2 separate regions of the Sus scrofa genome follow, and region 1 is linked to region 2. The links are chromatin contacts, called in public Hi-C maps. All regions are on one chromosome and are shown on one strand. The core of a region is the stretch at or near the end of the contact, and the rest is flanking DNA. Distances in the headings are between cores, read along the strand shown. Region 1 overlaps RABEP1 (rab GTPase-binding effector protein 1). Region 2 overlaps NUP88 (nuclear pore complex protein Nup88).

Region 1 (4,837 bases), core at 1,759-4,258, 150 kb before region 2:
CAGAAAGAAAGAAAGAGAAAAGAAAAGAAAAGAAAGAAAGAAAAATGAGTAAATAAATAAATAAAATTTATATGGAAATGCAAAGGACCAAGAATGGCCAAAATAGCATGGACAATGAAGAAAGTTGGAGGACTTAAAACTACCTGATTCAAGACTTATTACAAAGCTTGGGAGATTAAAAACAATGTATTATCAGTGCAAATATATCATATACACAAATAGATCTGTGGAGCAGAATAGAGTCAAGAAATAGACTTGCATGTATATGGTCAGTTGGTTTTTAACAAAGATGCAAAGGCAATTCAGTGGAAAAAGGGTAGTTTTTGAATTCCTCAAATAGGTCAATGGAACAGAATAGCGTGTTCAGAAATAGATGTACACATACGGTCAACTGAGTTTCAACAAAGGTGCAAAGGCAATTCAATGCAGAAAGAATAGTCTTTTCGAAAAAGTGTGCTGAAACCATGGAACATCCATAGGCAAACAAAACAACCTAAAACCACAACGCGCCAAACAAATCACAGAACTAAATGCAAAACTTAAAATTAAACAAGTTCTAGAAGAGAACATGGGAGAAAAATCTCCCTGACCTGAGGTTTAGCAAAGATTCCTTGACCACTACGTCAAAAACACTGTCCATAAAAGGAAAGAAAAACCAATGACTTGGACTTGATCAAAATTAGGAACTTCTCTTCCAAGGACCCTGTTAAGAGAATGAAAAGACAAGCCAGAGACTGGAAGGCAATATTTGAGGATCATTTATCTGACAAAAGCTTGAATGCAGAATGTATAAAGGACTCTTAAAACTTAATGGTGAGAAAACTATCCGACTGAAAAATGGGAAAAATATTTGCACAGACACTTCTCCAAAGAAGATATGCACATGGCAACTAAGCCATCGAAAACATCTGCACCATTAGTGGTTAGGGAAGTGCAATTTAAAATCTCGGTGAGATATCTACACACCTGTTAGAACGGCAGCAATGAAAAAGACTCCTCGGGCGTGTGGCCGAACTGGAACTTCTGTACACTGCCGGTGGGAGTGTAAAATGGAGCAACCCCTGGAGTTCCCGCTGTGGCTCTGCAGTAATGAACCCGACTTTATCCATGAGGACTCCGGTTCGATCCCCAGCCTCGCTCAGTGGGTTAAAGGATCTGGTGTTGCTGTGGCTGTGGTGTAGGTCACAGATGCTGACTGCAACCACTGTTGCTGTGGCTGTGGTGTAGGCCAATAGCTGCAGCTCTGGTGGAGCAACCCCTAGCCGAGGAACTTCTGTATGCCACAGGCGCAGCCATAAAAAGCAAAAAAAAAAAAAAAAAAAAAAAGACCAAAAACCCAAAGCACCCCAAACTGGGGGCCATCTAAATGTATGTTTGTCCACAGGTAAATGAAGAAACAAATTGCAGTACGTTCATACAATGGAAAATGTTAAACACAGCACCAAAGAGAAGTGCACTGTTGACTCGCGCTCAGCTAGTTGTGCCCAGTGGAAGGAGCCCGACGGAAAGGAGCGTGTCCTCTGTGAGTCTGTTTCTGCACGAGACACGTCCCCTCCGCCCCGGCCCCAGCCTTTGCAAACTGCTCCACAGCGCCAGAGCGAGTACTGGAAGTTTTGAGGGAGTGGGAAGGGGAGAACTGGGAAGAAGGGATGACGAGAGGCCATGGGGAAATTTGGGGGGTGATAAACAGGGGCACAACTTGGTGGCGTTGGTTTCCGGGGTATGTGTGTATTTGAGTACGTGTCAGCACTTACCGCGTGGGACACACTAAATATGTACAGTTTCTTTTATTTTATGTCACTAATACCTCAGGAAAGCTGTTGGTAAAAAAAAGTCTGGTGGGAAGCCTAGATGTCAGACATGGAGGACTTTGGGGCTTTTTATTTATTTTTTTATTTTGTTCTTTTTCTTGCCACTGCAAGCAGCTGCTTGATGTGGGATCTCAGTTCCCAGACCAGAGATTGAACCCGGGCTGTGGTGTGAAAGTGCCGAGTCCTAACCACTAGACCACCAGGGAGCTCCCTATGACTTTGAAAGCCAGACTGAGGGGCATGGGTGACCCTGATGTGAGGGGCAGCACTGGGTGCTTGTGGCAACACTAGTACATGTTTTAGCTGTGCCCAGGGAATGTGGAAGTTCCCAGGCCAGGGATCGAACCCATGCCACAGCAGCAACCCGAACCATGGCAGAAAACACCAGATCCTTAACCCACTGAGCCACCAGGGAACTCCAGTGTCAACCATTTTTATTTCCAGGCAATGACGACATTGTGCAGTCAGTGTCACCAAAGGGGACTTCCCAGAGAACGGTGTGTCCACCAGATCTAAACGTACTTGACTATCTAGAAAACTACATATTTTCAGTGACAATGGATCCCTCTGCTATGTTTTCCTTGTATTTATTTGGCTGTGGGAAGCCAACTGTTTTGGGCAGCGTCTGGAATAGCCTGGAGGGGCAAGGCCAGAGCAAGAGATCCTTGCAACACGCCCTCCAGGGGGGTGGGGATGGATTCTAGAGATGAAAGGAAGGAAAAGCAACCGGCTCAATGGTGATTTAGGGCCCATCCCTGGCTCCCAGGGCAGTCATTTAATAAACCAAATCTGAGGCAAGAAAGGCCTTTGGGGATTGGAAAAAAAAAAAAAAATCCTTCATGGGAGTTCCCGCTATGACTCAGCGGTAACGAATCTGAGTAGTATCCATGAGGATGCGGGTTCGATCCCTGGCCTCGGCTCAGTGGGTTAAGAATCTGGCATTGTGAAGAGCTGAAGTGTAGGTCGCAGACATGGCTCAGATCTTGTGTGGCTGTGGCTGTGGTGTAGGCTGGCAGTTGTAGCTCTGATTTGACCCCTAGCCTGGGAACGTCCATATGCCACAGGTGCAGCCCTAAAAAAAAAAAAAAAATCCTGCATGTGTGCTTCTTTCTCATTTCTCCCTTGTGGATGGGATCAGCTGACCGCAGCTTTCACTGCTGACTGCGGCTGGGCGTTACTGCCTGTCAGAGAGCTACTCACTCAGCCACAGCTCACCCGGCAGGAAGGGGCCCAAGATCCTGCCCCCGACCAGCCTCCGGGGCAGGGAAGGGGCCAGAAGAGCTGAGCCATTCTTCCTTCTAATCTCCCAGGCACCACCTCCCCCAGCCCCAAGCCAGGCACTGATTCCCCTCAAGTCCCAGATCTCCTTGAGTCTGACCTCCATCTCTCCAGCTTTCCTGTAAGCTGTGCGTTTTCACCCCTGCCCTTGGTCTTGCCTAAATGAGCCTGGAGTCAATGCCCAGGCTTCCTGCCCCGTTCCTCACTACCCCTGGTCCCACCTCAGTTTACTCCCGAAATACCACAGCTGCCACTGTGCCCTGATTAATGGAGGACCCCATCAGGTGACAGACATCTAAATATAACTGTGGCTGGCTGCCTGGCTGGCTGACTTCCTGTGTGTGTTCAGGGCAAAAGACCAGGACATGCGCCTTCCCCACGCGTGCAGATCCAGACCCTAGCTGCACAGAGGGCGCTTGGAGCCCAAGTTTGCAATCTGATGACAGGGAGAGAGAGCGCATGAGTGTGTGTAGAAGACAGCATGGTCCAGCGAAAAGAGGAGGGCCAAACCCAAAGCGACAGGCAAGATTAAGAGCCTTGCAGAGTGACTCACATCCCTTAGGGATGGATTCCTGCAAGTTTCGCCCTCCCCAGAAGGAATCTGCAGGGAGCCTTTGCTTGACATCCTAATGAGAAACCTGTGCCTGAACGCCCTGCCCAAACCAAGAGTTTCATTCTTTCTTCCAGTCATCCCTGCAGCCTCTACATGGAAGCCCTGGCTATAGACCCACTTCCTACTTTCAAGGAGTGGAGAGCAAAACACAGAGCCAGAAGTTGCTGACGCTCTGATAGGGGCCCTAAGGAGCTGGTCTTCAGCTCAGACCAGGGAGGTGATGAGTCAGGGAAGGTTTGCTGGAAGAGATCCTGTCTAGACTCAAGTTGAAAGGGTTAGAAGGAATAAATCTAGACAGACCGGCAGGTGAGACCAATGGCCTTGAAGATACTTTCAAGGAACTCGAAGTAGTTTGGCTCCTGGGCACTTGGTGAGATGGGCTAGAGGATGGGGACGAGGTGAGGCAAGGCTGGACACTGTTCTTGAAGGCCTTGTACATCTGGCTGAGAAACGGGGGTTGTATCCAGCTCGCAGCGGGGGGCCACTGACGGTCTTAGGCCTGTTGGAAGATCACTCAGCGGCAGAGGGGGATGGAGGTAAGCAGGGTGGGATGTGGGGAAATCAGCAAGGAGGGGAGGCAGGCATCCCAGGGGGTCAGAGGCCAGGCCTGAGCTGGGCACTTGGCGCGAGAGGAAGAGGAGACAGCCTGAGGGAGTTCCCCGGTGGGAACTTGGCGCCTTCACTACTGCAGCCCAGGTTCAGTGTCGCAGGCGAGGGTGGGGGTGGGGGGGAGTTTGATGCTCCACCATCAGATATTTTTGCACACATAGTTTTTGAGCACCTGCCCTGGGTTCGATGGTGTGCTGGCGGAGTAGGATCCACTGGGAGATTTGCTCTCAGCAAATGATCTCCAGACTTAGGTGATTCTACTATTGACAACAACACGCTTTTGAGCACACGCTACCAGTTATTCCTATTATTACTATGGCTCGTAATTACTCACTTACCATTATTTTCTCAGAACAGACTCAGGGTCAAAGGCAACATGAATGATCATGGGTAGAAGCATGTATTTCAGGAGTTCCCGTCGTGGCGCAGTAGAAACCAAGCCGACTAGGAACCCTGAGGTTGCAGGTTCGATCCCTGGCCTTGCTCAGTGGGTTAAGGATCCGGCGTTGCTGTGGGCTGTGATGTA
Region 2 (5,016 bases), core at 2,299-4,798:
AATGAAGTCGTAATGGACTAGCCCTAAAGAGCTTTAGTTCTGTCTTCCATAGGACAAGATAAGGACGACATACCTCATTCCTTGGGCTATTGCTGTAGTCACACATTCATGATTATGAATTTGAAAGTAAATACTAATTATGGAAATAGTGCTATAGGTTTGCCATGCATGAAACACGATTTTAATTGGTTTAAAGTCCCTTCGTATCAAGTGCTCCTTGATTTCCTTTAAAGGAAAACATACATGTTCCTTGAGTTATAGGACATTTTATTAATTCCAAAAAACGCAATCACTTTAAATTATGTAAGTATAAGATTAGTCCCTTGGATAAATGCCAAGCTAATTTGTTTCATATTATTAAAATTTTGGCACTGTAGGAGATCCCAGGTGGCTCAGCAGATGAAGGATCCGCATTGTCACTGCTGTGGCTCTGGTTGCTGCCGTGGCATGGGTTCAATCCCTGGCCCGGGAACTTCCACATGCCACAGGCATAGCCAAAAAAGAAAAAAATCTGGCACTGTAAATCCAGATGGATAAGTCATAATTTTCCTGAATGAACTGAACTACAGCTTCCAGGGAACTGCCTGGTGGAGACTGAGCTCCGTGCTGATGATTTTCTCCATGAGATGGTAGCAGATCAATTAAATCACAATTACGGAACTGTCAGCAGTCTCTACAGTGGCAGATGCCACTGTTGGAAAAATATCCTAGAAAAACCCAAACTGAGACTCTAGGTTTTGTTAACAATCCATTTCTTTTGTATGAAACACTTCTCTAAACTGGATTTTCTGTATCAGCGGGAAACGTATTTAGAAGGCAGGGTTTAGCCCTTCAAGAAAAAAGATGAGCTGGGTCTCACGAGTGCTCCTGTGCTTGTATTCCGTCTGTGTACACGTGTTCTTGCGCATGTCTAACCTGATTGACCTCTTACCTGTAACCTACCTTGCTTCCATGTGGCTTTTAATTGGCAGTCGCTCAAGCCATTTCTAGGCAGATACGGTATTACCTTTCAGAACTCAGTGACAGGTACAGAAACATGACCTACAGCTGAAGGACAGAACCATCCACCGTACACCAGGCTATTAGTTCCTCCCTTTGAGGGCCTCCACGTGCACCTCGTACCCTCCATGGCGTATACTGGGACACAGCGCTGGCTTAAGGTTTCAGACTCAGCTCTGAAAGGTAATACTGCCTGTCGAGGAAGTGAGCCAGCAGTGGCCTTGCAACTGTGGATCCTGAGTGCTGCTCTGAGCAGATTTCAGGTATAACCATTTGTTAACTGTACTGAAGGCGTGTCCTTAAGAAAGTGTTCAAATTAAAAAAGCTGCTGCCTCTAGTGTACTGTGTGGCCTTTTCCTTTGAATCCTGTGGCTTTGTCCCTAGGACAGAGTCATATTAGTAAAATTTCTGGTGCTGCTACTTAAAAATGAGTGCAGTTTTTATTCTTGCTCCAATGTGGAGAAAACTCAGGAGGGTTCACGGAGGGCTGGCAGTGTGCAGCTGAAAGTCTCAGGCCTTCTTCCCCTCCTACTACTAGGCCCTTGCTGAATACAGTCCTAGACCTGACCATGCATAAATCACATTCCAATTTTTAAATAAAAGCATTTATTCAATAATTATAAAATGAGTATAAAAAGTGATGAACACCCACACCAAAGCTCATCCAAAATGTGTCTTTATAAATTAGATAATGCTGCTTTTCATCTTACACTGAGTTTAAGCCTTCACTTGTGTTAACTGCAGGGATGAACCTGTTCCTGGTGGCATCAGAAGTTTACATGATTTCGGATGTCGTTGATTTGCTTCACCATTTCTCTTATGTGCTCACCCCTGTAAAATCATAACGTTACTCGCTTTGGGGAAAGCACTGAATAAGCCATTAATATTGATTCTTATGTTGAGATAGCTTAGAAGTGCTCTGCTAAAATGACTGGCTTAAGGTTTCCGACGGGTAGGGACGTAATTCACGGAAGGCCAGCAGCAGCAAGTACGGTCGTGCAGCTGCTAGAAGCAGTTTGGAGCCCATTCACTGGGGAACGCCTGGACCACACACCCAAATTCTACTACAAGACAGACATCCTTTCTGACCCTTCCACCATCCTCTCCTAAGTCCTTATCCATCTTATGCTTCCCGTCCCCGTACTTACTTGACATGCACATATCAAGTGATCTGAACTGGGCAAAAAGAAAGGCTGATTCTGGCAGGTCGCAAGGGAAAAAGTACCCGGCAGTGACAGCTGGCCGGTAGTGCTACTTACTCCTCCTTTAGGATGGACTGGATGCACTTCCGCTGGTAGGCACTGAGAGTGATGGTGGGCTTTTGAGGACTTAGTACCTTTTCCATCTTTCGTTGTTGATAGTCTTTTTTCATGGTAACCTTAAGTATTAAAGAGAACAGATACTTTAGCTAGGGTTTGCCATACATGTTCATAGTATCTACTTGAGCCTATTCTTTTTACATTTTATAAAATTGTTTTCTGTAAAAGGAACACTTCAATTTAAAAAGTGCCAAAGGTAGCCACCTTGGGTCCATCCCTACCTGTCGGATGGCATTGCCCAAATGCCGAAGTTGATCAGGTATCAGCTGTAATTCTTTCTTCATGTCTCTCTCACTGTCAGAGAGAACTGGGAGCTGAGAGTGAAAACTGTGAAGTACTTTCTTCATCCTTTAGAAAAGGTGAGCAAACATCTCGGCTTCAGATCGTGGCTCCTTAGCAGGAACATGATGCTGACCAAAGCTCCTCATTCGGGACCGTGGTGTCTCTGAAGGAGGCCCCCATAGGACGGGTGTGGGGGAAGCACCACCGCGCCACCCCCCGCAAGGATACTTCAGAGGGAGGACCGCACGCTCTCAGGACCCGAGCACTTACCACTCGTGGTGCCTGCTCGGGAACTCAGCGTGGCAAGCCCACTGACCTGTTCATGATATCTTCTTGTTTCTCTTTGGCTTCCTCGTATTTGTCAGCTAAGCGCTCAGCCATTTCCCGTAGACTTTTCCTAGTGGCATAAAAAATGGATGGTGACGCCAACTAAGCTGGTTCTGTATCTCAGAGCAAGATACGGTTCCAGTCTGACTCAGCTGTTCCCCACCCCGAGCTCTGGCACGTACCTCTCCTCTCGACAATAACTGAGATCTTCGAGTTGTTTCCTTTTTTGGTCACATAACAGTTTGACCCTTGAAGAACAAAAGGCAATTTAATCAGAAGCCGGTCTTGGCCGTGATACAGCGTCAGTCACCAGCCAGAGCCTGACCGGTGAGTGAACAAAGGCCGTCCTACCTCCGCTGAATCTCCTCCTTCGCCAGGTCCTGCTTAAGAATGTACTGTTCCCTGAACACCTGGGTGGCTCTGCTGATGAGCTGAAGACATTCTTCAGGAGGAGGAGCCGTATCTTTCTCAGACGATCTTTTAAAAAAAAAATCCTACCATCATTTCCTTAGCTGAGTCAAACAACTGAAAACTCAGACATTGCCACTTTTTAACCTGTCCTGATTATCCTTCTCCAGCGCCTCCACACCTCTAGTCTCCCTTCCTAATTACATACGCCCTTTCTCCCAACTTCAACACAGTAAAAAGTATACGAAATGAAAAAGCTGAGGACAGAGAGGATGAACAGTATATGAAAACAGAAGGGAGCCAGTTTTAAACACCTAAATGCCCCAAATCCCGTACTTCAGAAATGCTGGATTTGCAACACTACGTTGCAAAATGCTTCTAATATGTTTTTCAAAAGAATCCGGGGTTTCAGCCAGAATGCGGAGGGGAGACTCTGCAACCTCCACATCATCTCGGGTACAAAGCAGGGGAGGAGACGCTGAATGGACTGTGCTTCTGCAAAATAAATAAAGTTTATTACCATGGAGTTACTTGCTGTCAGCATTAGAGAAGAGCATAAGTTACATTTATCCAGAATTCTGAGACTATAAGAAACTACAAAGTGTTACAAATAAACTCACTGGCAATTTCAGAAAGCTTGAATCAAAGACTGCAAACTTCAACAGAATGCTAAGTCGGTGACTGGGCAATAATTCAAATCTGGGAGTTTGTTAAAACAGCAACATTACTTTATAGACAAATTGTATTTCAGGGAGTTGGCAGAAACATGACTTCTAGATAACGAATATTTAAACGTTTTTCCCCCCCTTTGGGATTTATGTTTTTATCCTCAAGTATCCTAGGATGACTAGGTCTTATTTTATAAGAGTTAGGAGAAGTTTTAAAAAACCATGTTGAGGCAAAAGGCAGTTTTTTGTAGTGATTTTAATACTTTCATTTAGTCTTGCTGGTTTTGAGTTTCTTGTAGCATAAATAGCACAGAATTGATAATTATTTTCCTTTCCAAATTGTATAACTTGTCACTTTTCAAAGAGTTTGGAAATTTTAAGGAGGGTGAATTAATGCCAGAATTTGGAACAATGTTAATATCTAGAAGCACATGCTTTCAGCTGACACCGAGACACAGCGGCGGGAGTGTTCCAGTAAGTACTCCAGGGGTTTGTTAGACTCCTATTTCTTCATTTATAAAACCCAGAGGATGACCTTCCAGGACTGCTGAAAAATGGTCTTATAGCTTAATACGGTTCCTCAAGAGGAACAAGGCCTATGGGTTCGGTTTATTCCACCTTCTTCCAGAGTTAACACAGTCTATGACAGCCCCAAGAGGCTGGCAGAGATGGAGAAGCGGAGAGTCAGAGTACGGACTCTCACGTCGGAAGCCCTGTATTTGCAGCCCAGGTCCACGTGTTACCTGGGGCCTCGGCACCTCCCTCTCGCCTGTTGCCTCTTCTACAAAATGAGGGTGACAAGTGCTGTCCTTACAAGGGTTGCTCTGATTACAGGAGGCAATGCAGGCTTACTTCTGAGCCTGGCACATAGTTAAATTTTGAAATAATTAACTCTAACTCATTGATAACGGAGTTCAGTATTCAATTTTAGTATTCTTTCTGCACTTGGAAGTAAAGGCCTTGACTCTCGGCTTCCCAGAGGAGATGCTGGAAATTCGGCCTAAAATAAACCC

Evidence for each region. Hi-C and Micro-C count contacts between places; a contact is called where the count stands out from the background.
Region 1: a contact with region 2 is called in a Hi-C map of mesenteric adipose tissue, with 2.3 times the contacts expected there. The contact joins two enhancer-like sites. A contact is called at or near these places in 2 of 5 promoter capture datasets (fetal liver and fetal skeletal muscle), 29 of 47 Hi-C or Micro-C datasets (adipose tissue, alveolar macrophages, blood and 15 more) and 2 of 2 datasets of contacts at active chromatin or transcription factors (alveolar macrophages and skeletal muscle).

Annotation. Positions count from the first base shown.
Region 1 is chr12:51,748,397-51,753,233 of Sscrofa11.1, reverse strand. All of the region lies in intron 2 of RABEP1 (rab GTPase-binding effector protein 1), which reads left to right. Among named protein-coding and RNA genes, the nearest start is that of SCIMP, 22 kb to the left of the region's middle. Within about 2 kb of position 3,008, at least 44 of the 83 cell types and tissues checked have an H3K27ac peak or open chromatin away from gene starts, as enhancers often do. A contact at or near this core is called in mesenteric adipose tissue and omental adipose tissue, where this site is marked.
Region 2 is chr12:51,598,548-51,603,563 of Sscrofa11.1, reverse strand. It overlaps NUP88 (nuclear pore complex protein Nup88), which reads right to left. Exons shown (of 17, transcript XM_021067743.1): 11 at 3,672-3,830; 12 at 3,279-3,404; 13 at 3,110-3,175; 14 at 2,917-2,997; 15 at 2,540-2,666; 16 at 2,259-2,377; 17 at 469-1,830. The coding sequence ends at 1,767. It overlaps RABEP1 (rab GTPase-binding effector protein 1), which reads left to right. Exons shown (of 20, transcript XM_021067732.1): 20 at 1-1,336. Among named protein-coding and RNA genes, the nearest start is that of NUP88, 39 kb to the right of the region's middle. Within about 2 kb of position 3,548, at least 9 of the 83 cell types and tissues checked have an H3K27ac peak or open chromatin away from gene starts, as enhancers often do. A contact at or near this core is called in mesenteric adipose tissue and omental adipose tissue, where this site is marked.